Linked DNA regions of Mus musculus: regions 1, 2, 3, 4, 6 and 7 are each linked to region 5. Evidence: chromatin contacts called from public HiChIP or PLAC-seq and promoter capture Hi-C data. All regions are on one chromosome and are shown on one strand. The core of a region is the stretch at or near the end of the contact, and the rest is flanking DNA. Distances in the headings are between cores, read along the strand shown. Region 1 has its middle 21 kb from the start of Gm42318. Region 2 has its middle 18 kb from the start of Gm42317. Region 3 has its middle 30 kb from the start of Gm42318. Region 4 overlaps Gm42318 (a long non-coding RNA gene). Region 5 holds the start of Ptpru (protein tyrosine phosphatase, receptor type, U). Region 6 has its middle 32 kb from the start of Gm25261. Region 7 has its middle 65 kb from the start of Gm25261.

The links. Promoter capture Hi-C pulls out the DNA fragments that hold promoters and counts their contacts. HiChIP or PLAC-seq counts read pairs in DNA pulled down with a chosen protein or histone mark.
Region 1: an H3K4me3 HiChIP or PLAC-seq map of craniofacial prominence shows a contact between it and region 5, with 6 times the contacts expected there. The contact joins the enhancer-like site here to the promoter of Ptpru in region 5. A contact is called at or near these places in 11 of 39 promoter capture datasets (the 3T3-L1 cell line, the HPC-7 cell line, cranial neural crest and 6 more), 1 of 15 datasets of contacts at CTCF or cohesin (pro-B cells), 2 of 484 Hi-C or Micro-C datasets (nephron progenitors and rod photoreceptor), 10 of 115 datasets of contacts at active chromatin or transcription factors (craniofacial prominence, embryonic basal ganglia, embryonic forebrain and 6 more) and 1 of 9 other capture datasets (embryonic stem cells).
Region 2: a contact with region 5 is called in an H3K4me3 HiChIP or PLAC-seq map of forebrain, with 8 times the contacts expected there. The contact joins the enhancer-like site here to the promoter of Ptpru in region 5. A contact is called at or near these places in 9 of 39 promoter capture datasets (the C10 cell line, embryonic stem cells, hippocampal neurons and 4 more), 1 of 15 datasets of contacts at CTCF or cohesin (embryonic stem cells), 4 of 484 Hi-C or Micro-C datasets (cortical neurons and embryonic stem cells), 13 of 115 datasets of contacts at active chromatin or transcription factors (SST interneurons, astrocytes, craniofacial prominence and 10 more) and 1 of 9 other capture datasets (embryonic stem cells).
Region 3: a contact with region 5 is called in an H3K27ac HiChIP or PLAC-seq map of embryonic stem cells, with 6 times the contacts expected there. The contact joins the enhancer-like site here to the promoter of Ptpru in region 5. A contact is called at or near these places in 10 of 39 promoter capture datasets (the 3T3-L1 cell line, cranial neural crest, embryonic stem cells and 3 more), 1 of 15 datasets of contacts at CTCF or cohesin (embryonic stem cells), 9 of 484 Hi-C or Micro-C datasets (CD8 T cells, Sertoli cells, cerebellum and 5 more) and 17 of 115 datasets of contacts at active chromatin or transcription factors (SST interneurons, bone marrow-derived macrophages, craniofacial prominence and 10 more).
Region 4: an H3K4me3 HiChIP or PLAC-seq map of embryonic forebrain shows a contact between it and region 5, with 11 times the contacts expected there. The contact joins the enhancer-like site here to the promoter of Ptpru in region 5. A contact is called at or near these places in 16 of 39 promoter capture datasets (the 3T3-L1 cell line, the C10 cell line, the HPC-7 cell line and 8 more), 2 of 15 datasets of contacts at CTCF or cohesin (large pre-B cells and pro-B cells), 35 of 484 Hi-C or Micro-C datasets (B cells, CD4 T cells, CD8 T cells and 20 more), 16 of 115 datasets of contacts at active chromatin or transcription factors (astrocytes, bone marrow-derived macrophages, embryonic basal ganglia and 10 more) and 3 of 9 other capture datasets (adipose tissue, embryonic stem cells and liver).
Region 6: an H3K4me3 HiChIP or PLAC-seq map of embryonic forebrain shows a contact between it and region 5, with 11 times the contacts expected there. The contact joins the enhancer-like site here to the promoter of Ptpru in region 5. A contact is called at or near these places in 12 of 39 promoter capture datasets (the HPC-7 cell line, embryonic stem cells, frontonasal cranial neural crest and 5 more) and 13 of 115 datasets of contacts at active chromatin or transcription factors (bone marrow-derived macrophages, craniofacial prominence, embryonic basal ganglia and 6 more).
Region 7: a promoter capture Hi-C map of hippocampal neurons shows a contact between it and region 5, with 6 times the contacts expected there. The contact joins the enhancer-like site here to the promoter of Ptpru in region 5. A contact is called at or near these places in 9 of 39 promoter capture datasets (the 3T3-L1 cell line, the HPC-7 cell line, cranial neural crest and 5 more), 1 of 15 datasets of contacts at CTCF or cohesin (embryonic stem cells), 1 of 484 Hi-C or Micro-C datasets (myocytes), 15 of 115 datasets of contacts at active chromatin or transcription factors (SST interneurons, bone marrow-derived macrophages, craniofacial prominence and 9 more) and 2 of 9 other capture datasets (embryonic stem cells and pancreatic islet).

The regions. Positions count from the first base shown.
Region 1 is chr4:131,175,643-131,179,329 of GRCm38.p6, reverse strand. No RefSeq gene overlaps it. Among named protein-coding and RNA genes, the nearest start is that of Gm42318, 21 kb to the right of the region's middle. Within about 2 kb of position 1,314, at least 8 of the 459 cell types and tissues checked have an H3K27ac peak or open chromatin away from gene starts, as enhancers often do. A contact at or near this core is called in craniofacial prominence and second pharyngeal arch cranial neural crest, where this site is marked.
Region 2 is chr4:131,045,180-131,048,808 of GRCm38.p6, reverse strand. No RefSeq gene overlaps it. Among named protein-coding and RNA genes, the nearest start is that of Gm42317, 18 kb to the left of the region's middle. Within about 2 kb of position 1,343, at least 7 of the 459 cell types and tissues checked have an H3K27ac peak or open chromatin away from gene starts, as enhancers often do. A contact at or near this core is called in cortical neurons and forebrain, where this site is marked.
Region 3 is chr4:131,124,905-131,128,452 of GRCm38.p6, reverse strand. No RefSeq gene overlaps it. Among named protein-coding and RNA genes, the nearest start is that of Gm42318, 30 kb to the left of the region's middle. Within about 2 kb of position 2,297, at least 5 of the 459 cell types and tissues checked have an H3K27ac peak or open chromatin away from gene starts, as enhancers often do. A contact at or near this core is called in SST interneurons and embryonic stem cells, where this site is marked.
Region 4 is chr4:131,158,368-131,161,964 of GRCm38.p6, reverse strand. Gm42318 (a long non-coding RNA gene) reads right to left here. Exons shown (of 3, transcript XR_881448.1): 2 at 2,879-2,961. Among named protein-coding and RNA genes, the nearest start is that of Gm42318, 3.8 kb to the right of the region's middle. Within about 2 kb of position 1,619, at least 19 of the 459 cell types and tissues checked have an H3K27ac peak or open chromatin away from gene starts, as enhancers often do.
Region 5 is chr4:131,836,562-131,840,457 of GRCm38.p6, reverse strand. It overlaps Ptpru (protein tyrosine phosphatase, receptor type, U), which reads left to right and starts at 2,180. Exons shown (of 31, transcript NM_001083119.2): 1 at 2,180-2,374. The coding sequence starts at 2,302.
Region 6 is chr4:131,205,702-131,209,169 of GRCm38.p6, reverse strand. No RefSeq gene overlaps it. Among named protein-coding and RNA genes, the nearest start is that of Gm25261, 32 kb to the left of the region's middle. Within about 2 kb of position 2,214, at least 17 of the 459 cell types and tissues checked have an H3K27ac peak or open chromatin away from gene starts, as enhancers often do. A contact at or near this core is called in embryonic forebrain and neural stem cells, where this site is marked.
Region 7 is chr4:131,302,784-131,306,297 of GRCm38.p6, reverse strand. No RefSeq gene overlaps it. Among named protein-coding and RNA genes, the nearest start is that of Gm25261, 65 kb to the right of the region's middle. Within about 2 kb of position 2,172, at least 22 of the 459 cell types and tissues checked have an H3K27ac peak or open chromatin away from gene starts, as enhancers often do. A contact at or near this core is called in forebrain, hippocampal neurons and neural stem cells, where this site is marked.

The sequences.
Region 1 (3,687 bases), core at 65-2,564, 660 kb after region 5:
TACCAAAGCTTATTTATCTTTTTTGTTTGTTTGTTTGGTTTGGTTTTTTCGAGACAGGGTTTCTCTGTGTAGCTCTGGCTGTCCTGGAACTCACTTTGTAGACCAGGCTGGCCTCAAACTCAGAAATATGCCTGCCTCTGCCTCCCGAGTGCTGGGATTAAAGGCGTGTGATACCAGGCCTGGCTGCTTATTTATCTCTTAGCAGTTTAATAATAATAACAATTCCTGAATTGAAGCTTTTTAGTATCGAGATAAGATTTTTTAACTCATAAATATAGCTCACAAAGAGACTGGGCGGCAACTTCCTGGTCCTTACACAGTGGACCATCATAGAACACAGCGGTTTCCTGTATGGCTCTCTTTACCAAAGATAGCTAGCAAAAACAAAGCGGCTAGACATATATTCTTTTTTTTTTTTTTAGATTTATTTATTTATTGTATGCTTTAAGTACACTGTAGCTGTCTTCAGACACTCCAGAAGAGGGCGCCAGATCTCATCATGGATGGTTGTGAGCCACCATGTGGTTGCTGGGATTTGAACTCAGGATCTTTGGAAGAGCAGTCAGTGCTCTTAACCACTGAGCCATCTCTCCAGCCCCCTAGACATATATTCTTAAACCAGTCGGTTAGTCCAAATAGACCTTAGGTGAGAAGAAACCCCTTCCCACACTGTTTAGGTCTCTACCTTGCTGCCTCCTAAGAGGAATACCTCAGTCTCTGGTGTTTAGTGTTTAGTGCTCACAGCTATAGCCCTAATTTTTAGCCTTTTATCTACCTATTTTATATCAAGATCACATATTAATATAGACACTTTAATAAAACATCTTATAAATTTAAATATTTTTAAAAGCTATTTTTAAAAAGTATCCAGTTTTTTTAATTTAAATTTCCTATAGAACTCTAAAATTTCCTCTCAAAGAAGTTTAGAATGCCTCAACTGCGTGCTCCTACAGTATCAAAAATAAAGTACCTTTTTAATTTCCAGAGGGAAGATGCAGGCTACAACCACAATCTGCACGAGACGCAACCAAGCTCCAACAGTACAAACAATCCAACGTTTGGTCTCTGGAATTCATTCACAATCCTCTGAGCTTTCCCATGGGGCTTGGATCCCCTCTGTGCCCTGATCCCCGGCAGCCTATAGAGCCTGCAGTCTAGGTCCCAGCCAGCCTGTTTCATTACAGCTGGTGTTTCTGGTGACTAACACATGGCAGCGACATTTCCAAAACTTGTGGGCTCTCCATTGCATCTGGCCTCGCTTAAGGAACTCCCTGCCTGCCCCAAAGTTCCAAGTGTCAGCTCTTCTCCCTGACTCCTTCCTGCCTTTAAAATCAATACCACCTGGCAGCTCCTACATCATAAAGTTTGGCTGCCAGCACGAGGTGCATTCTTGTACATGAGCACATGGAAGTACAGCTTTAATACCTTATTAAACGAGCATTGTTGCCAATCTTCTTTTTCATAAGCTTTGCCTTCATGACAGGAATCATCATATAAAAATTCATTCTAATCTAAAATATCTTGGCAATGTGTGTTACAAGTTTTAAGTTAACTTTTTTTCCCACGGATTTTCAACCATACCCAAGAAACTTATAAATCTTGAGGATCAGAAAGGCCATTAATAGTCCAAGGCAATGAAATGAAACCAATAATCTCCTCCTTATCTGCTCTGCTTTGCTCCCTCCTCCCTGTTACAGTGTCAGGAGGCTCCCCTGATCTTGGACATCAAGATTTCAAAAGCATGCCTGGGTCTGAAGAAGCCGATTCCAGAGGCAGCTTTTTAATGAAGTATAACAGCATTAAATAACTTTAATATTGCCCACACACAAATGGCATTTGAATTCTCTGTTACATTCCATCAAAGCCCAGCAATCTCAGAGAAAAATTCTGAGCCCCGAGCCATCACTGTTGGCAACAGACACCGCCAATAGATAACCAAGAAACACAGAACATAGATAGGAAGCTCACACATTCAAGGAAGACCAGTTAGAAACAAAACGTGCAGTGGCCATCATACACGCAACTGAACCTGACATAAATCACTCTGAGCCCCCATGATTATAACAAAACTTACAGGCACATCAGAAAATAGAGAACCAGCCACACACAATACAGACAACACTTTCCCTTCTATTGTCCTAAGTCAGAGCACTCAAAGACAGAGCAGACACAAGACAAAATACAGAGCAAAGATAACAGCAGAGACAATATACAGTAATAACTGGTCACATTCAGAGACTCACCGGTCTCACCAAGGGAATTCAACAAATAGGAGGCTATTTCATTTGTCTCTTTGCACATCCCCTGGACTGCTTGACAGTCCCACACTGGGCCTCTCCAAACTCTAGGTTTGGCTCCCAGAGTCCTGGGGCATTCTTAGCTTGCTGTACAGCCTATGCCTTGGAGTCCTACTAATGAGCACCAGGTGCCAGGCCTCTCTGAGTGCCTCGGTCCCTGGTGTGACCAGGGTGTCCTTGGGGGTTTCAAGGCAAACCAGAAGAAAAAAGTGGTGGCTCTTGCTGAACTCCCAGTTAGCCAGAATCAGCCAACCAGTGGGTCATGGGACATCTCCTTTTGCCCTGAGCAGGGGCAGGGAGAAAGACGGGTATACAGCTCATTAGCTCCTCCTTATTTCCAGATTAGGATTCTCCAGGACCAGAAACAGAAACCAGGCAGCCAGTAATCACAGAAGGCAAAAGGAAGAAAAAGGGAAGGAAGAGGAGGATGAAGAGGAAGAGAAAAGAAAAGAAAAGAAAAGAAAAGAAAAGAAAAGAAAAGAAAAGAAAGGGGAGGGGAGGAGAGGAGAGGAGAAGGGGTGTGTCTGAGCTTCCCTGAAAGGTGACATTTTGCCTGGGAGAAGGGGGAGATCCACCATGGACAAAAGAGCCTGGGGCAAATGCTGGGACTCAGACCTGGGACAAACAGCTGAGGTCCATACATAGCATACCAAAGTGGACCTGGCTTCTGGGTTCTCCTGGCATCCCTCAGTCCCAACCTGGCATACCCAGGAGGGGAGGAGAGGGGAGGGGAGGGGAGGGGAGGGGAGGGGAGGGGAGGGGAGGGGAGGGGAGGGGAGGGGAGGGGAGGGGAGGGGAGGGGAGGGGAGGGGAGGGGAGGAGTGCTGGGTCTGCATAGACCATTCTACTTTGGGCTTTGTGGCAATTTGTCTTGGAGTTTGTCAGGCTTCAGATAAAGATTCTAGTGGCAGAACTGGAGCCAGGCATGTGTAGTCACCACACTGACATTGTAGAAGTTCAATTTCAAACACGTTTGTGTTTACCCCTGGTTATGCACTCAGGCTGGCCCACCCTGGGCAACATAGGCTCATGGGGACTACAGGAGGCACTGCTTGAGTGGTCCCTCTTAAGGGACCCTTTCCAACCTCCTTTGGTTTTTGGAATGCCAGGTCAACCTGAGTTCTGTTTCCTTCAATGGTTCAGCCCTGCCCGAGAGCTCTCCCTCTAATGTGGCCCTAGCTTTCTCCCACTGAAGTCATAACCCTCTGGGGATCCACCCTTCATGGTGCATCAGTACACAACCCTTCAGAAGTCTTGCTTGCCCTCCAGAGGCCCTGCTACCTCCCTCTGGACAGGTCCGTTCTTCCTGGGAGGTGTCCTTTTCTGTCTTGCTGATCAGTCATTCTCCACAGATGAGACGAGCCAACTCAAGACAGATTAGAGTATACAA
Region 2 (3,629 bases), core at 94-2,593, 790 kb after region 5:
AAGACAGGAACATGGCACCCTTAAAGGTTCTATCTGGTGCCCAAATATGTCCCTGGTTCTCAGGATCGGGTCCAGCCCACAGTGGGTACACTAGGGATATTTGAATTAACTAATTAGCAAGTGAATGAAAGCCTAACTGAATAAGTGAATGAATGAATGAGCGAGTGAATGAGTGAATGAATTAATATATGAATGAATTAGTGAATAAGTAGATGAGTGAATGGATGAATAAGTGAATGAATGTGTGAATGAGTGAGTGAGTGAGTGAGTGAGTGAGTGAGTGAGTGAGTGAGTGAGTGAGTGAATTCAGCAACTCTCCGTGCTCATGCAGCAGGAGAAGTACTCAGATGTTAAGACCCTAGGAGGAATCTGAGTTAAAACACAAAAAAACCTGACAGCATCAGAAGGGAGGCTATTGGGAAGGGAAGGGAACGGCCCAAAAGGACAAGACAGGGTGATGCAGGAGAGTGATGTGACCACAGGGTATGATGTACATACATCGACATCTCAAGGAAACATTATTTTGTGCAATTAATCCAAGTTAGATTATTAAAAAAGGAAAATGCTATGAACTATCAGCTCTAAGACTCGGAGGAGCTGGAGAGATGGCTCAGCACTTAAGAGCACCAGCTGCTTTTCCAGAGGACTGGGGTTCGAGTCCCAGCACCTACCTGGTGGCTCACAGCCATCTGTGAGGAACTCCAGCTCTGGGGAATCTGCAGACAAAACACCCAAGCACATAAAACAAACAAATATGTTTTTTAAAGAAGTAGGGGCTAAGACTCCAGGGCTTGTCCTGGACAAGGCTCTCAGCTTTGTTCAGCTTCCCACTGCTGCATCCTTCCCAGGATGCCTTCTGTCTATACTATACTATCTTTACATTCCTCCTCCATGCTGATCAAGTTACTACTGATGTGGTGAAACACCATGACCAAAAAGTAAGCTGGGGAGAAAAGGATTTATCAGGCTTACACTTTATAATAATCCCCCTCACAGAAAGTCAAGAGAGAAACCTAAACAGACAGGAGAGGCAGGAGCTGATGTAGAGGTCTGCGGTGTGATGCTTACCGGCTTGTTCTCACGACTTGCTTAGCCTGCTTATAGAACCCAGGACCACCAGCCCAGGGATGGGCCTGCCACACTCACATCAACTATCAAAAAAATGCCCTCCAGGCTTGCCTGAAGCCCAATCTTGTGAAGGCATTTTCTCAATTGTGGTTCCTTCCCTCTCAGATGACTCTAGCCAGTGGAGTTGCCAGCACACACTCTTTCAACATGCCAGAGAGCAGGGACATACATTGCCTTTCTGTTGCTAGATGCTGAAAAACACCACTCACTGCCTCTGAGCTGTTCACACCCCTGCCCACTCCTTTGGGCACACCCCCAGCTAGATGCCACTCACCTTCCTCCCTTCCATCACCCTCTGGAATTACCACCCATCCGTGTCGCCACCACCAGAATAGAAGCTTCATGGGAGATGGTGATTTCTCATGTTTGGCGTCCCATGTCACAGGAACCTCGCAGATGAGTGTTCACGCCCCCCCCCCCCCGAGCTCCATGCTCAGACTTAAGGGGAGCCCATCAACGCTGTGAAAGTTTGTCCCTGAATCACACTGACTTTTAAATGCCTGAACGTGGCATTTCCCTAAGTGGGATCAGATGGCACCTCCTTCGGGAGGCGTTAACAGTTGGCAGCGTCTTGCAGACAGATGACATGGGTCTGATTTTCTTCAAGTGCCTTCGACAATGTCATCTCTGGGTGTGGAGACTTCAGGTTTCAGCTGAGACTAAGACCTTTGTCTCAGGCCCCCTTCAGGCCTGTCAACAAAGGCCACTGTCCCTGTCCTGTGTGCAAACCCACACCGTCCCCCTCCCTTCTCTGAGCTGCTCTCACTGTAGGATTCTGACCAAACGCTGGGACCCCAGTGTCTAAAAGCAGGCCAGCATCAGCAAGAACTGCAAAGTCAGGTCCTGAGCTCTGTGACCCCAGCTCACCATGTGACCTTGGTCAGGTGTGTCCTCTCTTTCAGTTTCCCCAACGACCCTGCTGCTCCCTCCACCTAGAATTCCATTCCCCGACAGCAAACGGGGTCCAATGCTCTCCACCTGTGCTACCCAGCAGGTGATGGGGTTTCGAATTAAATCAGCAGTTTCTAAAGTGCCTCATCTCTCCAGGAGAGAAAATGTCAGCCTAGCCAGCACACAAAACCACTGTAATCAGAAAGCAAAAGTCAGGGTCTCACACACCTCTCTGCCGGCTGACCGCAGGAGTGTCACACTGCCTGGTGTGACTAACCTAGGCTTTGCTGGTAAGATGACAAAGGAAATGTGTCCCCTTCTCTGAAAGGAGGTTCACGAATAACAAGTCATAGGGAGGAAAAACGGCTGGATGTCAGGGCATGGAGGCTGTGGACCAGCAAGGAGGCCAGCCCACGATGCCTGAGGTGGCTGTGGGAATGGGTAGCTGCTTCATTTGGCTTGCAAATTGTCGTGGCAGCTGCCATCCTCTCAGGCTTCCGGGTACAGCTGAGACCTGAGGCTCTCTGTGGAGTGCCACACCTGAGCCTCAGAGCAGGGCACGGTCCCCACCCCCTCTCCAGTTCCTAGTAGGGACACTGACTAGGAGACTTTGAGAAGCCTGTGTACAGCTCAGCTCATTGGATGCCTACTGTGCGCTGGGCCCCAGGAATATCTGTTCTCCCAACGACCTTCATTGGTGGTAATTTAGTTTCTACAGCTTTATGTATAAATAATTTTCAACCACTGTGCATATGTAACTGTAAAGTTATATAACACTGACATGCACAGCCACCCACAAAATACCATTACACTCTAACTAACAAAACCAGCTGCCCGTCACTTCCAAATCCTCCTCAGGTCCCTTAGCAACTTCTGCTTGTCTCATCTCCTCGCATTGATCCACTGTCACCACAAATCAGTTTATGTTTTGTATCAACAGACTCTTTCGGCACAATTATTGTGAGACTTGTCTGTGACAGAGCACATGTGAATGGCCTTCCCCTGAAGTGACAAGTAGGATCCCCCACCCCTGCCCCAGATGTGGATTCTAAAAGTCCTTCTGTCCAGTCACCTCAGGTCAGACATCTGTACTGCATCCAGTCTGGGTGATTACAGATAAAGTCACTGTGAACATTCATGAGTGGCTCTTGGCATAGATTTCCTGTTCCTTGGATTTTTTTTTAGGGGTGGAGTTCCTACAGCACCTGGTAGCTTGGAATTGTCAAGAAACTTTGGAATGGTTTTCTGACACCAGTCACACACACATGATTGGCCGGAGGGCTTTATCTCTGCCTTCTTCTCGATTTTCCTTTATTGTGAATCAAAGTCTCGTTAAATTAGTCAGGCTGGCATCAAACTTAAAACCTTCCTGTCTCGGCCCATCAGTTGAGGTTACAGGCCTACGTCACAGAGCCTCTTTACTGTCTCCCCAGGTGAGTGTATTGCTCCCATTCTCACTAGTACAATAGAAGCCACAAACCCTGAGGCTATCTTTAGCCCACATACGACACAGTCCACCTTGGCGCCCAGTGGGTCTACAGGTCTATCTCCAGCACTCTTCACTTGTATTTCTGAGTATGGGGGAAGCCTGCTATCTTTTCAGTTATCTG
Region 3 (3,548 bases), core at 1,048-3,547, 710 kb after region 5:
TCTGTGTTGGGTCCCAGTGTGGACGCTGGGCAGCGTTGTGACTACTTGGGACCAGAGACAAGTTCAAACTGGAAACTCACTTATGGGAGGCCACACCTTCCTAGTGGAGCATCTCTGACATTGGGTCTTCCTGGTGCTTGAGTCTCATGGAAAGTCACACTGACAGTGTAACTGTGTGAACTTACTGTCTTCAGGTGCCAGCATCTTAGGACTTGGGTATCCACTGGGAGAGGCATCCAGGTGCCAATGCTCACAGATTCAACGGACCACATCAAATATTAGCGCGCAGTCCGCTGTATGAGAAACTGCCTGAGATCTAGTGCCCACTCCACCATACCATGTCATCTGAGCCCCTTTTCTATTCTGTATTCCCCCTCCCCCTTGTCTTCCTCCTCCTCCTCCTCCTTCTCCTCCCTCTCCTCCTCCTCCACCTCCTTCTTCACCTCCTCCTCCTCTACCACCATCACCACCAGTTTGATCATTAAAGCTGGTTTTGGAGTCCAGCCCCAGGCTCTTCCCACCTCCAGCCCCAGGCTCCTTCCTCATGCCTAGCCTATAGCTGGTATCTTAGAAATGGCCTCCTCGGTAAGTCTTACAAATCATCATGCAGCCTGGGTGCCATGTTTCGGAAGCATGTTTGTATTAGATTCCATCAGCTTCATCTCACAGTGACATCAGTGAAGGCCAGCAGAGTCAGACATCTCCCCACCCCCACCCAGCTCTAGTCCCAATCTTTCCCCTCAGCCAGCTCCTTCCAAATCTCTCTGTCTCTCTTTTTATGTGTCTGTCTCTGTGTCTATCTCTGTCTCTCTCTTTCTGTGTCTCTCTGTGTCTGTGTCTGTGTCTGTGTCTGTGTCTGTGTCTGTGTCTGTGTCTGTGTCTGTGTCTGTGTCTGTGTCTGTGTCTGTGTCTGTGTCTGTGTCTGTGTCTCTCTCTGTCTCTTTCTCAGGGCAATCTGGGTCAGGGCCACACAGAGGCTTCTCCTTCACTGTCCCTAAAGAAGGCTTCATTCAGTTCTGCTCTAAGACACGTGTATGTATGTGTGTTTCTCTGTGTGTGTGTGTGTCTGTCTGTATGCGTGCATGCATGAATGCATGTATGTTCACGTGTGCATGCATGTGATGGCCACACCTGTTGTGTGGCAGGACTGGGAAAAGCTGCTGCCTTGCTGTAGGTAGGATGAGCCCAGGGCCACCTCAGCTCTTTCCAAGCCTGGCTGTGAGAAGGAGGAGGGGCTTGGAGTCAGAGAGGCATGGCATGGACCACTCAGGTCCTCTTCTTAGCTGTGTGGTGATGGCGTGACTCGCTTGACATCTCTGAGTGTCTGCTTCCTCTCTGTGAAATGAAGGCAAACTCGGAACCACTGTGAAGACTAGATAAAGCCGGATAAAGCCATGGGTGTGGACCATTCCTTTGGCAGGCTCTAAAACAGAAAGCAACCTCAGGAAGAGAGTGCAGCACTGGCATTCAAGATGTCCACCCTGATCGCTTCATTAAACGTCTTTCTCACACAGTCTTCATGTCTACAGCAGACACTGTTTTGGGGTGTCTCTAACCAGTTACCTGTCAAACCACCTACGCTGCAGAGCCTGCAGAGTCGGCAGCACAGAGCAGACCCCAGGGAACTGCAGGTTGATAGTTAGGACCATTTCCACAACGGGAGGCAAGACAGCTCAGTGGAAAGTGCACTGGCTGCCAAACCTGATGACCTGAGTTGGATTCCCAGGTCCTAAATGGTGAAAGGAAAGAACAGACTTGTACAATGTCCTCTGACATCCTCCAAGTACATGGTATAGTGCACTCTTGAGCATCCTCACACACTAACATAAGTAAAGGTAAATTTTTTTAAAAAAGACATTTCCGTGAGCCCAGATCTTCCCGCCAAGCCTTTCTCCTCCCCCAGAGACTACCATTTCTATGCTTTTGGAAGACAAATACAAACTCTTCTGATGAGTTCAATGAGACAGGAGGTATTCATCAAAACAAAACAGAACGAAAAAAAAAGGCCATGTGTGAGAGAAGGGATGGGTAGATTTGAGTCCCTCCCCACAAAGAGATTCAGTTCACCCGATGTCACCGTGGAGAAACGGGCAAGATAAACCAGGGTGTGGAAGCAGATATTTTGGCATGTTAGCAGTAAATGGGCCCACTCTGAATATGTGAAGATTCTAGAACGACCCTAATCGAAGGACTTGAATCTTTGAATTGGGGTTTCAAGAAGAAGCCTGAATGGCTCATCAGCGCCTGCGAATATGCGCAGCCTCATTAGCAATCAGGGAAGTGCAAATGGAACAGCAGGAAAAGAATCCACCTGCTGACTGGGCAGGGTGGAGGCTGGCGAGGTGGGGAGGAAGGGCCTCCCCCCATTGTGTCCTGGAAACAGAAGCTCACTCTTGCAGACTAATTCACCATTGTCTTGTAAAGCCTACCAAGCAGGCCCCCTCCCCTGTCTTGCAGCAGCTCTGCTTCAAGAGTATACCCCCAGAGAGCCTCCTGTACATGAGTACCGGGAGCCTCAGACAAGGATGTTCGTGGTCACTCATTTGCAAAAACACGAACCTAGTATCCACCCCAGTCAATACTGTTGAGTGAGTGAATCCGACTTCCAGATAGGTATGTGGGAGATGCTGCATCCAGCCTTGCAACAGCACTAGACACTGGCTCTGTGCTCCTCCCATATAAGATGCCCCTTGCACATATAAGCAACCCAGATACAACCCCTGGGCCTTCACTATGGAGTCCAGGCCTATCTGAAAGCCAACCGTTCTGTCTTTGGAGGCAACGGGAGCCCTGTAGCTGGGACCAGGTGTCTGTTATATGAAGGATGGGGCTAAGGAGCCCAGGGGACTCTGCTCCATTTCCTCTGACCTTCCTGGGACCAGGCTTATAGTTGATCAGCATCCTGATCTTCTTTCAACTCGCTGGCATGACAGTGGCCCTGGGAGAAGCAACAACAGCCATTCTTCCCCTCGGGGCACCATAATCCCCAATCCACAGGCAGCTCCAGGGTACATGACCAGGGTTCAGACCTCTAGTATCTCACACTTCAAGAAGTCCACACACTAAAGAAACCCATCATCAGAGGCAGCAGCTCTAGGCTGAAAGGAAGGGAAGGCTTCTAATGGCGTCTGGGCACAGAGTCTGCCAGAGCAGTCTCAAGGCACCAGGTACCATTTTAAGGCAAATTCTAAGGTGGATAGCAACCAGCTCAGTCTACCAAAGACAGGCTGTAGGGAGGATGTGAGCCCCACCCACTCCAGGCTTATCTCTGATTTGAAACAATATTCTAGTAATAGATGTTCTACAAGGGAAGAAATGGACGTCAGAACCAGGCAGGAGGCAGGGGTGGCAAAGTGCTTGCCATACAAACATGAAGACCTGAGTTCAAATACCCAGTACCCATGTAAAAACCCACACATGGTAGCTAGTGTCTGGAATCTCAGCTCTGGGGAGACTGGGAGATCCCTGGAACTTGCTGGCCATCCAGTCTGGTCTCACTAATGAGCTCCAGGTTCAGTGAGAGAACTTATCTCACAAGATATTTGACA
Region 4 (3,597 bases), core at 370-2,869, 680 kb after region 5:
CAAGGCCACTCAATCACAGGCTGAAACTTCTGAAATTGAGTCCACATGACCTTTCTCCTTTAGGTTGTCTACCTCACGTGTTTCATTACAGTACTGGAAAACTAACTCATGCAAGCTTCCAAACACATCTTCACTGGAACGCAAATTTCTTCCTTAAACAACTCAGTATGGTGATTCAGTTGGCTCTACCGTGTTCCTCTCCTGACTTCATTTGGAACAGAACACATAGCTCCCTGGCTCTCTGCCCCCTACGTCCCTGTAGACAGCCGGCTGCCATTCCTCAGTAGCGGGTCTGTCTCCTTGGACTCTGCACAGAGTTTCTCTGTTTTTGCAGCTCCACATTTGCCTGAGGCAGGTTTTCATTTCATCCGTCCTGCTCAGGATTTGTAGACATGATTAATGTAGGAAGAGCTACAGGCTCTGGGCTGAAGGGACTACGTTTGCTTAATAGCATTAACGCTATCATTAATATTGGTTATAATTAATAAACAGAATAGCTAAGGACTTACTGAGTGCCAGGAGCTATTGTAAGAGCCTTTATAGCCAACTTTTTTTAACCTGCAAAGACCTCATGAGAAGAGCTAAAACACAGGTGAACTCCCTGCAGGAGGGGACTGGGCAGGGGAACTTTGGTGCTGAGCCAGGCAGGTCATAGTTCAGAGCTTTCTCTGGTCCTTTACCAGTCCTGTGGCCCCTTTTTGAGCCTTAACTTCCTACTCTGAGAAACATGGTGTGGGCGGGCATGGCTCTGTGGGACCAGGACAGAGTTGGGGCTAGGACAACAGGATACCCATGTTCTCTAGAGTTGGGGTTGGTACCGAGCCCTGGCTCACATGGGGCTGGGAGCATGGGGAAGATGGTGGGTTTCTGGAGTGAGGGGCCTTCTGTGAACTGCCCGGAGGCAGTGGGGCACGGAGAGCCCAGGGCTCTGACATCCCGATGTCATCTGTGAAGCCTGCCACGTCCCAGCAGAGAGCAGAGGACAGAATGCCACCCGGAGCCTCTGTTCTCAGTGGAGCCAAGGCCATCTGACAAGACCCACTCCCACACGAGCATCTTCGTGACTTCTTAGTGACATGTCTGCATCCAGCTGACAGTGCAGCCGGCAGCTAATTGTCACCTGTCATACATGTGCACAAGCCAAGGGTCTCATTTCCACCCAGGTTTATGGAAGCCTAGTACCTTTTATTTGATGAGACCTCTCTGAACCTGTCAGAGACACATCATGTTTGGAAAAAGCATTTTTAAAAAAATATTCCTTTTCTGAGTAGATGTGTTTCCTTGTCTGGTCTGGGGCTCTTCATGTGTAGCAAAATAACACATAGCACTTCAGGACAAAAGAAGTTGCTAGGGGTAGGGAGTAGGAGAGATGAGTGAGGGTGTGTGTGTGTGTGTGTGTGTGTGTGTGTGTAGGATTAAGGGGCACAAGGGATAACCAGACACTCTGGGAACAGCAAGAGGAGACTACACACACACACACACACACACGCACACGCACACACAGGTCTCCTGGTAGCTGGACCCTGTATGGAAGAGGAGAGCTCTAGCTGTGTCCCAGTGTTCTTTGTGCCTGAGAGTCCTCTGCTCACAGGATGTGAAGCTCTGGAGGATTGGCAGGCAAAGATCAGCTTAGAAAGCCCCTCCCCCATCCCTTAGCTGCTGGAGGTCCCGGTGCTAGGCACCCGCACTGTCAGTAACAGGCTGGCTTGCTGGTGCCTTACTTCTTTTACCCACCCTACCACATCCCTCAGCCTCCTGGGGGGGGGGGGTGTTCAGGACAGAGCCTGGCACCCAGGGACTATCCGTGAGTGATTGGTTAGATGACTCAATCAATCTCAGTTTCTCTATCTAAAAGATGACTGTAGGGTCTCTTGTAACTTCCCTCCCCCCTCCACTTCTACGGACAATACAGGGCACACCTGCAGGCTAGGCAGGGCAACACAGGTGCACCAGGGCCCCAGCAGGGCTGGCCAGCGCACTGAGTGCCAGGCTCACAGTGCCTGCTGAGTGTGGGGGTGTGTGGCTATGGGAAGCAGGTTCTGCATACGGCAATGTGTCTGTAAATATCAGCAGATTATTCTCATTAGCATATGTTTATTGTCTGTCAAATGTATACATTATGCATTATTTCCCCAAAGAGCAGAAGCTGCCAAGAATCTGATGTCACCGACTTGTGTTCATTCACTGACTGGGGAGAGGAAGGACCGGTGGGATAGGGGAGAGTCTCCCCACAACACAGGCAAGTCCTGAGCCCCGGAGTTCTGGGAGAGACGGAGAACTAGGCAGAGAGAAGCCATCCCAGCCACCAGCTTGGACCTACATGACAGTCCTGGGATAAGGAATGGCTCCCTGCTCTCCTACCCGAGCAGCTCCAGCCAGGGCCCTGCAGAGGGAGAGTTCTGGACTCTGAACATACCTATCCTTCTAGACTTCTGAGCCCCAGTTTCCCATCTGTAAAGCAGAGGTGAAAGGATCTCTTTGCCCCCTAGAAGTAGGAGATGGTAGGCACACGCAGCCAGGGCTCCTGAGAGAAGGAGCCGCACTTATTTCTGAACTCCTAATCCTTCCATGTTGCTTAGGGCTGGGCAGAGTGGAAGCCATGGACCCATTTCACAGATGCACACAATGGCTGCGCTAGTAGTGTAAACAGCTCATGCACTAAGACCTGCACAAGGACACAAGATCCCCTTCCCAGTTTCATGTTAGATGTCATCATAATCCTATAAGGGACAGCCACGTCCCAGCTGGTGGGTGGGGCAGACATTCAGAGTGCAAATCTCAGGACCTAGACTTGGCTCTCAGCCCATATCCACATTCTTGGGATCACAAACACGGCTGCCCCTCCCTCACTCCACTCACAGCAACAGCAGACACCTACCTGGTAAGAGGGACTTAGGGATGGGTCCACGACCTACACAGCCAAAGGGCATGAGAAGAAATCTTCTGGTGGTGGAAGGCCTTCTGGGAAAAAAAAATTCTTTTTCAGTTTTGTCCACAGTTTCCTTCTCAACTTAGATGTGATGCCTGGAAAGGCAGCAGCCATCTTGCAACCATGAGGCAACAAGCTAAGGACTAAAAGCCAACACAGACCAGGATAGTAAGGCAGGACTAGAAAGAGCCAAGACCCGGTTTGACATACTTGAGCGCGTGGCCAGGCTGGACAGCCAATGCCGATTAGTGGTTATCAGGGAGCACTTATGTCTTAGATATGTCTTTGCTCCCCTGTTCATGCTGCCCAGCGTACCCCAAGTCAGGAATTAGTAATGATGTGCCGAGCACAGATGGGCCAAATGATGCCTTTGCTCATGCCACAACCGTTTGTCTGAGTACTGGGCTCTGAATCCACAGAGGAGGCTCTGTTGCATAGATCTTTGCAGTTCGCAAACATCCTGTGAGCAGAGCAAGGCAGTTGGATTCAGTTACCAAGATGCTGGTAATAGCATCATTCAGCGTGAAGGTGAAAGGCCAGCCTACAGTCTGTAAAGTGCTGAGCTGAGATGTAAGATTGAGTTCTGACAAGTGGGAAACTGTGGGGGGGAGGGGCATGGAAAGGGGGTGTGGGGGGCAGGGGGAGGGGAAGGGGAGGACAGGGACAAG
Region 5 (3,896 bases), core at 931-3,430:
AACAAAAACCAAAACCCCAAAACTTCAGTTCTCCCCCCCTCCAACGCACAGCCGGCTCCGGGTTGCCAGATCTCTCTCTGTTTCAGCATGTCTTTCTGTCTTGCCCATCACTTTTCCTTCCTCTACCTCTGTCTCATGGTGACTCTCAGTTTAATGCTCGGGTCCTCGAGAGCTGTGTCTTTGCTTCCTTGAGCAGCAGTTTGAGGACCCAAGGAGACCAGGGATGCTCAGTTCTTCCTTTTCTAGCCTCAGGGTAGCTTCTCAGTGTGAGCCAACTGAGGGAAGAGACAAGAAATAGGGAGGCCTTACAGACGCCAAGACCTGTACTTAAATGAGTTCCTTCAACATCTCTGCCCATTAGTTGTTGGGGGGAATGAAAGTAATAAACCAAAACTCAAGACTCTCCAGCGGCTGATCATTTTCTTAGTGTTTATTGACTCAAAATGTCTTCCGTATTCGGCTTTCTGTGTGGTCTGCAGGCCCTGGCAACTTTTCCAGTTGCACCTGCCGTTCCTCTTCACCCTTCCATTCGGGCTCCCTCTTAGACCAAGGCTCGCGCTTCGGGCTGGCTGCAGCGTTCCTTCCCATTGGTCTGGCTGGCTGCAGCGTTCCTTCCCATTGGTCTGGCTGGCTGCAGCATTCCTTCCCATTGGTGTGCTTGAGGCTGGCTCCTCACACGTCAGGTCTAAGATCACGTGGCATGGGGTCACATCCTTGGCAAAGGCGTCTGTCTTGGACTGTCTTTTCTGAAGCGTGACCCGACCCCCCCCCCCCATCTTTTAGTGTTCCTTGTTGCAAGAGCTTCATTTCCTTGAGGGCGCATGCCTCAGACTGAAGTTCCATATGTATTTATTTATCTGCGGCATGAAGTCTTCGTGAGAGCAAGGGCCCTCTCTGTAAGTACTCATCTATCAGTTACCCGCTCATTCATTACTCATCGAGTATGCGGGATACCAGGCCCCGGGGGAAAAAGCTTCCCTAGGGGGACACACATTCTAAACATGGGGGATATATACCAAGTCCATCACATAGCAGGCAGTCTGTTTAGAAGTGCAGCGATCCACTTTCCCTACTGTAGGTTCCAACCCCCCCCCCCACCCTCTCCTGCATCTTCCTCCTGAATGTAAGCTTCATGAGGGTGGGGATTTTAAAAAATATTTAAATTATATTTAAAATATAATTTTATATTTTATAAATATACACGGCCAGAAGTGCTGGTCTGATGCGCAGTTACAGGTGGTTGGACAAGGGTGCTGGGGATCCATCCTGAGCCCTTTGCAAGAGCCGCGTGCACGCACCTAACCACTGAGCCGTCTCTCTAGCTCCCGGAGATCAAGCCTTTGTTTTTTAATCTCCTCGGTAGTCTACAGTCATCACTGAACCAACAAGCCCATATCTATTCAGTATTTGAGAAGCAAATGGGTTTCCAGATGTGAGTCGGTTTTTGTTCGTTTGTTTACACATTTCGAACCAGACAACCTTGATTCAGATCTTGGTGTCGCCTCATACTGACACATAATCTTGAAAAAGTCACGCTCTATGATCTCAACTTTCTCAACTGTGTAATGGCATTAGAATGGTGTGTGTCCCCTAGGGCAATAGTGAAGATGAACAGAGTCCCAGAGAGAGGCACACATGGCACCTGGTCTTAAGTAGCCACTGACAACTATGCTGGTGGTTGTGCAAAAACTTGGACGGGGCAGAGTTCCAAATCTACTTACTCCGAGTAGCCGGAGGCTACTGTAGAGGCACGAGCGTCAGTAAGAGAGAAGTGAATTTCATATTACTGAAAGTAAACGGCAACATTCCAAAGGCCCAACAACGTTTCAGGTAGATGAAGAGTGCTCTGTCATTGGAGGGAGCTGGGAGTTTATGTTCAGAGTAGTCAAGGTAGGAAAAACTTAAGCAACTGAGGGAACAGAGGAGCCAAGGGTTCCTGGGTTACAGTCTCAGCCGTGGGCAACGGATGCGTTGAGAGTGCCGACCTGAACACCGGCACCGGCCGATGGATCTTGTCGACGGGGTGCGAGAGTGGGGGATGGGCACGCCAAGGCCGGCGGGCCCAGGGAACCGGGCCGCAGCGCGCGACACCACCAGCAGGGGACGCCTCGAGACCGCGGAACTCGCGCCCGGGGGCCTGACGTCAGCGCCCCGCTCGTTCGGGCTCCCGCTCTGGACTCGGCGCCAGTCCCGCTCCGCGCGGCACTGCTCCACTACGGCTCCCGCTCGCCTTGGGCTCCCGGTCGGGCTCCGGAGGCGTCGCCTCCCCAGCTGCGGGTCTCCAGGACCTAGGCGGCGGCCATGGCCCGGGCTCAGGCTCTGGTCCTGGCGCTCACCTTCCAGTTCTGCGCGCCTGAGACCGAGACTCCCGCAGGTAAGCGCGCGCGGTCCCTCCAAGCTTATCCCGCGAGTGCCCGGGGGGCCGGGGATGGCTTGTCGCTGGTGTCGGAGTGCTCCAAGCTTCTGTGGCCGCTGTGTCTGTAGTTTGTGTGCAAACTGAGGTTGAGTGTGTACCGCGGATGCGAGTGTGCTGGTGTGAGTGTCGCCTGCGTGGAGCACCGGGTGTGCGCTGGCTCATGTTTGTCCACGCTGCCAAGTGGGTTGTGTATCTGAGTTTCAGTGGCTTGGCTAGAGTTGCGTCTGATCCTGTGTTGCATTTGTTGGCTTTTTTTTTTGTATTCCCTAGGCGGGAGTACTGTTTGTTGCTGGTGCGTTTGAAAACCCGCGTGTTTGTTTATGCCTGTGCTGTGAGGACTCGGTGGATTGTGCCCAAGTGTGGGCCCGAGTGTGTGTGGTGTGTGTGTGTGTGTGTGTGTGTGCAGTCGTGGGAACCGGGTCGGAACCTGTGTGAGCTCTGTGCCCACGAGTGACCCTGTGGGAGTATTTGGGGTGTACGATGCTGTGTGGGTCCGTGTGAATGTCAGGGATGCGGGGAATACGTATGGGGGAGCGTGTCTGGAGTGGATGTGAGTGTGTCGGTGAGCGATGGTTTCGTGGCTAGGGACGCTGCGAGCTTGGGGTGCTCCTAGGCCGTGGTCGAGTGTGGCCGGGACCCGAGGGTGTGTGTGCATGTGTGTGTGCATATGTGAGTGTATGTGTGATCGCGCGCGCGCGTGTGCGTGGCGCACCCGGCCGGAACAAGTTGTCGCGGCGGCGTCCCCCGGAGGCTGGGGCGGCCCTGCGGCTGGCGAGGGAAGGAACGGGGAGAGACGTGGCTGTAGCCGCCGACTCCGACATTTCGGGCGGTTTGTTGTTTCGCAAGTTCCGAGCGGCGCTGGCTGGCGGCTGATCCGAGGAGGCGCCAGGGCCGCGGGGCGCCCGGGATGGGGAGGGCCGTGGGGCGCACCCGGTTGCGGGCGGGGCTGCGGCGTCGGGGCCCCCGCAGGGCCTGGCTGGAGGCCTCGGGACAGCGTCCCCATCGTAGCTCGTCAGAGGCGTTGGGGACGCCGCGGTCCCCGGGGACGCTGCCTGCGTCTGCTTTGCAACTTTGTGCGGCCTCCCGGCCAGTCGGGCACGCGCGTGCGGACGTGTGTGTGTTGTGTGTGTGTGCGTGTGTGCGTGTGTGCGTGTGTGTGTGTGTGTGAATGTGTGCATGGGCCTCCCCCTCGGCCTGCGGTGAGATCCCGTGCTTGAGTGTGCTTTGGAGCCTGGTGTCCTATGGAGGGTGTGTGCGTGTGCGTGCGTGCGTGTGTGTGTGTGTGTGTGTGTGCATTCCCATGTCTGAGTGTGTGTCCAGTGACTGTCTGTGCGACCGCGAGCGCATCGCATCGTGTGCTCTGTGAATGGAGTGTCAGTGTGCTTCTGTGTGTGCGCGCGCGTGGTCCACCGTCCTTTCCTGAGGCCTGGACCTCAGGCCTCGGCCCCTCTGGCGGGCGTGTGCCGGTCCTCTTCCAGGG
Region 6 (3,468 bases), core at 965-3,464, 630 kb after region 5:
TGTACCTTACCCACTGAGCCTTCTCCCCAGCTCTGCTGTGCTTTCTTAGTTAAGTGACTCAACCTCCCTGGTGGTCCACCCAACCGAGCTAATGTATGGAGGGGTGGCATAATCCTGAGTGTGTAGTGCCCAGCCCAGAGTTCAGTCCAGCTGGAGAGCCATGGCTATGATCCTGACGTCCGTCCAGGGAGCAGAGCCTGCCAGTCATCTTCATCTACAAAGCAAGAGAGATGGCTGGTGACTCAGAAAGTACACAGGGAGAGAAGAAAAATAACTCACTGCCTTCCTGCCCAGCTTGGTAAACACCATTGATCTGAAGCAGGAGCCACTTTGGGACTGCAGACATATTGACAGATGGGGCCTTTCCAAGGGTTCAGTGCTGCATACGCAATTGGGGCTGCACGCAAATGCCTGGCGGAGTTGAGATGAAGAACACGCAAGGGCAGGGCAGGCATGAGATGAAGCTGCAGCCTGAACACACTAGGCTAGACCCCAGGAGGGGCATACAGCATAGCTGCTGCACTTCATCAGCTGCCCATGCTTAAGGGTTATCCTCATACTGAGTAGCATCCACAGAGGCATTTGTGGGGCTGGGACTGGTCCACACAGAAGGGAGGTCTTCTCTGAGGCAGTGCTCCTCAGTGACACACGATGCCACATCTCTAAGGTCCACAGCTGTGGGAAGCTCCCCTACCCACTTTGTCTCAGACTACCTGTCACAGTGCTCCATCTTGCCTGCAGTCCCCACGCGGCGTCACTTTGACACACTCTCACTCACCCCATCTGTGAGAACCCTTATTCCCTAGACACTCACATCCTGAAGCTGGGGAGTGGGTGGGAACAGTGGGTGTCTGATCACCTGACTGACCACCTGTCTCTGTTCTCGGCTTTCTATCGAGTCTGCTGGAAGGATAGTGAGACAGAAAACATGTTTAGAGATTCATTTTCCAACTCCGCTCATCAGTCTCTGTCGCAATGGGCAGCTCGACCTTTGGGACTCAGGTCACACCATCTCCTTGGTGCCCTGTTACCCTGAGAGACGAGGGAATGGCAGGGAACAGAGTCCCCACTGTGATCACGCTTCATGCTGCAAAGGGAGGGTAGTCAGCCCTTCTGTGAATGATCCATGTGACTGTAAGAGGTTAGGCATCCCTGAGGGCTTGCATGTCCTGGTCTGAAAAATGAAAACCGTAACAGGAATTGAGTTCTAATAATTAAATGGGGGGCACCTAGGGATGATTTGGGGCTATTTCCAGCACACACCACAGGATGGTGAAACAGATATCTTGGCCACCTCCTGTGACAGTGGAGGAGTCTGGTCCAGAAAGGTTGTCACACAGCAAACTCATGTAGTTCACAGCAGACTTGACCCCAGGATCCAATCAGTTAAGCACTCAGCATCTTTAAATGTGGATTCCCTCAAACTCTCTACCTAGCTCCAGTGGAAGGCAGGACTGCAGTGTACTGGACCCCACATAGACCCCCAGGCTGGATGAGTGCTTTCCTGAGTATGTCAGAGTCAGAGGAGTGGGCATTGAAGTTATGCCTGTCTTAGGAGCCATCTAACAGATCCTGGGCTCAAATGGCCTCTTGCTTGGCCTGCTAGTGAGTGAGGCTGAGAGCCCTGCCTGCATCAACTTCATTTTAGAGACACAGAGTGTGTCACCCACCAAAGAGCCCAGTTGGGCTGGGTTCCAGACACCTGCCATCCCCATCCCTACCCCCACCCTGTACCTTTGCCCTTTCCTTTCTCTCATGCTATGGTTTCTGTGTCTTCCTCATTACCTAACTCTTGCCCGCTCCTCTTCCCTCCTCTCTCTCCCCTCCCTCTCCCTCCTCCCTTTCCCTTCTCTCTCTTCTTCCCGACTCTTACTCTCTCCTTCCCCTGCTCTGTCATCTCTCCCTCATTCTGTCCAGTCAAGTCTCCTTCCTCCCTCTTTTCTAACCCCCTCCTCCATCATTCTCTTCTTCTTTTCTTCTTTTCTTCTTCTCTCCCTTCACCTCATCCCCTTCTCTCTGTCCCTTTCCACGCATCCCCTCTGGTAACCTAGCTCCTTGATAGCCTGCCAGGCAACCCCTCAAGGATTCTTGGTAAAACACTGGCTGCCACCAGGCTTGCTGCCAATACAAACAAAACCCTCTCCCTCTCTGCTCATTAGCCACCGCCCCTGGCTATCTGGCTGGGTCTGTATAACTCTTTGTTTCCAAGGGTACTCACGGTACCTTATGGCATCCATCTGTGGGACACTACAGCGTCTCTCTCCACAGCTCTGTGCTTTCATACATGGTCTAAGTTACTTTTCCATTGCTGTGAAGAGACACCACGACCAAGGCAGCTCATAAAGGAAAGCATTTAACTGGGGAGCTCGGTTGTTGGAGTTCAGGGCCATCCTGGTGGGGCACATAGCAGCAGCCAGGCAGGCCTGACGGTGGAGCAGTAGCTGAGAGCTTGCCTCTAACCTGGAACTTGGCAACAGGGTGAGAGAAAGGGAGATTGGACCTGAAGTGAGCTTTAGAAGTCTCAAGGTCCACCCCCAATGGCATGCCTCCTTCAACAAGGCCACGCCTCCTAATCCTCCCAAAACAGTTCCATAAACTGGAGGCCATTCTCATTCAAACCAGCACACACATCATATCTGGGACCCATAGGAGCACAGAAAAGCAGTGTGTACAGCAGGCAGTGTGGACTGGGTTTCTGGTCCCTGGACTGCCTGCAGGTACTGTCAGCATCGACTCCCTGCTTCCGCGCACCTGATGTCTTCCCAGGATGTGAGCCCTGTGGAGTCTGAGCGCACCCTCCAGATGGTGCATGGCAGGCTGCAAGCCTGATGCCCCCTGTTCAAGTGGAAACTCTATACCTGACAACTCAAGGTCCCCTCTCCCTACTGACTGCCCTGTATGCAGCCCAAGGAAAGAGGGGGACATCCTGTCTCCACTCCCACTGTCTCCCACTACCTATACACAAGTCCTTTCAGGGCAAGGGACACCCTGTCACACATGCCCTCTCTCCCCTTCACTGCTCACCCTGTCCCTGTGTTCTGCCATGGGGCATCTATTTTAGCACAAGCCTTTTCCTCCAAGTGGACTCTGCACAGCCAGGAATTCCTTCCTCCTCCTGTAAACACAGTAAGTGTCCGATTATTGAACCTTCTCAGCTGGCCTGCCACCTGCTCAGACAGGCTCCTGCCAAGCCCACCCTCTGCTCAGAGCTGGCCTCTGTTCACGATTGCCATTCAACCCCGTGATTAGGCAAGGACACACAGCACCTGGCTTCCCACAGTACCAAATTCTCAGTCCCCCGAACAGGGCCAGGCCCACAGCAGGTGTTCACTAAACACCTGTTCTCTGGATTCAAAAATAAGAGATTCATAAATAAGATCCATAAATTTTTAAAAATGCTTAGTCAGCACCTGCTGTGTACCAGGCACCAGGCCAGACACTTGACTGCATGAGTGAACCCATCCCCCA
Region 7 (3,514 bases), core at 923-3,422, 530 kb after region 5:
ACACTATTGGAAGAGCTGCTTTTCTTTTAGAAGTGGAAGTGAATGGTCCTACCCCGAGAGGGAGGAGGGAGACCCCTGAGTACAGGCTCGGGGACAGCTACAGCCAGGGCGGACAAGAACGCGTCCTTAACTCCAGTGACCTCTTGTCAGAAGCTGCTTCCTAGGTGGCCTCTCAGTTCTAGTGCTTTCCTTGTTAGGAGACAGTTTCCCGAGTCCAGTTGTCTCAGGAACAAGTTCCATCTTGCTGACAGGGTCAGACCTGAGTTCATGTTCCCAGCTCCCGGAACCCAACTCCTGTCCTGCTTCTTCCTGGCATTCCAAAATTCTGGACCCAGAATCCAGAAGGAGATCTGGCTGCAAAAGCTGAATCAGGGACTCTGAAACCAGGTGACCCAGATGAGGACCAGTCACCAATGTTAACTTCCTTGCTTAATCCCTTGTGTCAAAATATGATTGGTCACTGCAATAGACCACCCCGATCCCCCACCTTTTGTGATCCCATCCAATAAAAATGTTGCACAATCTCCCTTTGGGGAGGCTGTTTAGAAAATAAAGCTTCCATTTTTAAGCTTGTCTCTGAAGTGAGTTTTCTCTGCTTCTATCCAGGACCCAACACGCCATCTCTTCCCTATGAGGCAGCTGAGAAATCTCCTCAGAGAACAAAACTGCTCATCTCCTTCCTTTCCTGGATGGGTGTACCAGGTTCCATGCCGCCTTTCTTCTGAGATATAAAATAAACCAGTCTCATTGATAGACAGCTGTGTGCAGCAAGGGTGGGACTCACCTCCTGGTGAACCCTGACATACTCGCCTCTCCCACTGTCCTGATCTCCAAATCTTCAGCCTCCTGTGAGTGACACTGTCTTTCTCTCCATGGGACCTTTGCGTGGCTCTTTTCTCTGCCCATTTCCCATAGTCCATCTCTGACCCTTTAACCTCAGCATAGCATCATGCCCTCAGCCTGTCCTTTCTAACCTACAGTAACAAGGTTAAATCCCTGTCTAGATGGAGTCTTCCTGGAGTCTCAGTTCCCTCCATTACAGAAGTCAACCATGATGAAGCTCTGCTAACTTGCCACAGTTTTTATCTGACCAACTTGACTGTCTCCCCTGTTATTCTTGGGTCATGAGAGAATCCCCCATTCGGTTACAAAGCAAGATCTCAATCAGTTCTTGCTGAGAAACTGGACAGACATGGACTTGGCCACAGTGAACGCTCCCTGTATCTCAGTTATCAACATGTGTCCCTGTGGGAATGTGACCTAGCCCTTGGGGATGGTTTATATTGGACAAAACCACTCATTGCAAGGAACAGAGCCCAAATCCGACACATATCTTATTCTGTGACACAGAGCACAGAAAACCTGCCTGAGGATGAGGTCATCCCAGAAGAAAGAAAAGAGAAGAGATGAACCCAAGTGGTCAGGGCCTCAGCCCTCCAGAAACAAAGCACACACCCTTCCATATTGTCGGTGTCAATGTTAACTCCCTCTGCCTTCAAAGTTAGAGCGTTAACTTCCACAGGAATAAATGTCTGAGTCCATCCCTTCACGTTTCCAAGGTAACCAAAGGAAGAACTAAAAATACAATAACATTGGCAGGAAGGGAGCCGGCTGGCAGAAACAAGTCACGGGCTCACTCATCATGGTGGGCAGCTAGGAGGTAGCAGAGCAAACATGATTTAGTGTTTATGAGGAAAGCGATGGGGGAAAAGACAGGAGCGACAGTCGCCCAAAGCACAATTGATCACCTCTGAGGAGAAGGACTTGGCACAGAAGGGTTCAAGGGGCCACTACTTCTCATTACCAGTCTCTCTGTCCTGTTGCTTTTAACGCCATATGCGCGAGCCACTTTGCATAATCAAATCTGCAGCCACATAAGTCAGGCGCGGAACACAATTTAAGTTCCTGAAATCGTCTTGGCTGAAGGAGCCCATTTACTTTTTGTTTTATAAAAATAATACTTCACACCCATAACTAAGAATGCTAAACATTAAAAGCCACATAACTTTTATCTTATTGAAGCGATGGCGTCACTGGGGCTTAAAAATGGAACCTGCTCTCTGGAGTTTAAAGAAAGAATGGCTTGGAAAGAGGTGACCCCAGTCATCAGGGCTGTCCCAGGGCCTCTTCCAAGGAGGGGCATGGCTGGGTGCCAAAGGCTGGGCTTGGCCACTGAACAGGGTGTCATCTGAGATTCTGCTGCCAGGAGGCCCCTTCTGTGCCCTGAATCTGGTAGTCTTGAGTGGTAGCTGGGCTTTCCCAGCAGGGGTGGGGATTAGAGGTGGTCAGACTCTTCTGTGCTACGCTGGCCTCCTCTCAAAGAACTCAGGCAGGCCCTGGTAGGGGTCACCCACTCTCTCTGTCTCATAAATAGCCACCTGAGAGTCATTTTGAGGGTACAGATCTGTCACAGCAAGGGCAGTAAGGAGACCACCTCCAGCGGCCAGGGTGACAGCTTGGTGAGGGAAATTGTCTTTCCTGTTTCCCCAACTCAGAGTGACCTTCCCAGTTCACTCTCATTGACTTCCAGCCAGCCCTCCTTCAGCCTGCTCTCTATTCTCTGGAACAAAAGACCCTTCCCAGGCCCTTCAACTTAAAGCTATGTGATTCTAGAAGGTACCATCTATGAGCACAGAGAGCATAGCTGTTCTGTCCTGAGTCCTTAGCACCCTGCATAGTGCAAGGTCCAGCTAGATAAGTTTACTGGAGGAGCTCATGCCAGCTGTCTTTGTTAGGGTTTCCATTGCTGTTAACAGACAGTATGACCAAGGCAGCTCTTATAAAGGACAACACTTAATTGGAACTGGCTTACAGGTTCAGAGGTTCAAGACATTATCATCAAGGGGAACCTGACAGCATCCAGGCAGACATGACACTGGAGAAGGTACCAAAAGTTCTACATCTTGATCCAAAGGCAAAAAGGAGAAGAATGTCTTCCAGGCAGTTAGGAGGAGGGTCTCACCCCCCCCCCCCCACACACACACACATTGACCCACTTCCTCCAACAAGGCCACACCTACTCCAGCAAGGCCATACCTCCTAAAAGTGCCACTCCCTGTACCAAGCAAACTACCACACCATACAAGATTCTCTGATTTGCTGCCTCAGATTTTACATTTTATCTTGTCAGTAAGGATCTCGCCCCCCCCCAAAGGCCCAGAAGGTCATGCAGACAGCACTGTGGGATATCCAGGACCTCTCTGATCTCAGTCTATAGATCCAGGCTGCAACTACAGTATCACATGACCCTCCTACCTCCCAGCACGTCCTGGACTTGTCCCCTGTCTCCCCAACACAACTCTGCCTCTGCCCCAGAGTAGGTCCCCCTCACTGTGTGGAACAATCCCAGGCTATGTGGTCCTTATCCTGTGGTCCCACACAGCAGCTCTCAGGGAAGACTGTGATTGGCTGAGGCTGGTTATATACCTACCCTGGGGTAGGTGGGGCCAGCAACTCTGAGCATCAAGCTACAGTCCACAGTTCCTGCCCACCAGATAGAGAAATACTTGTGGTA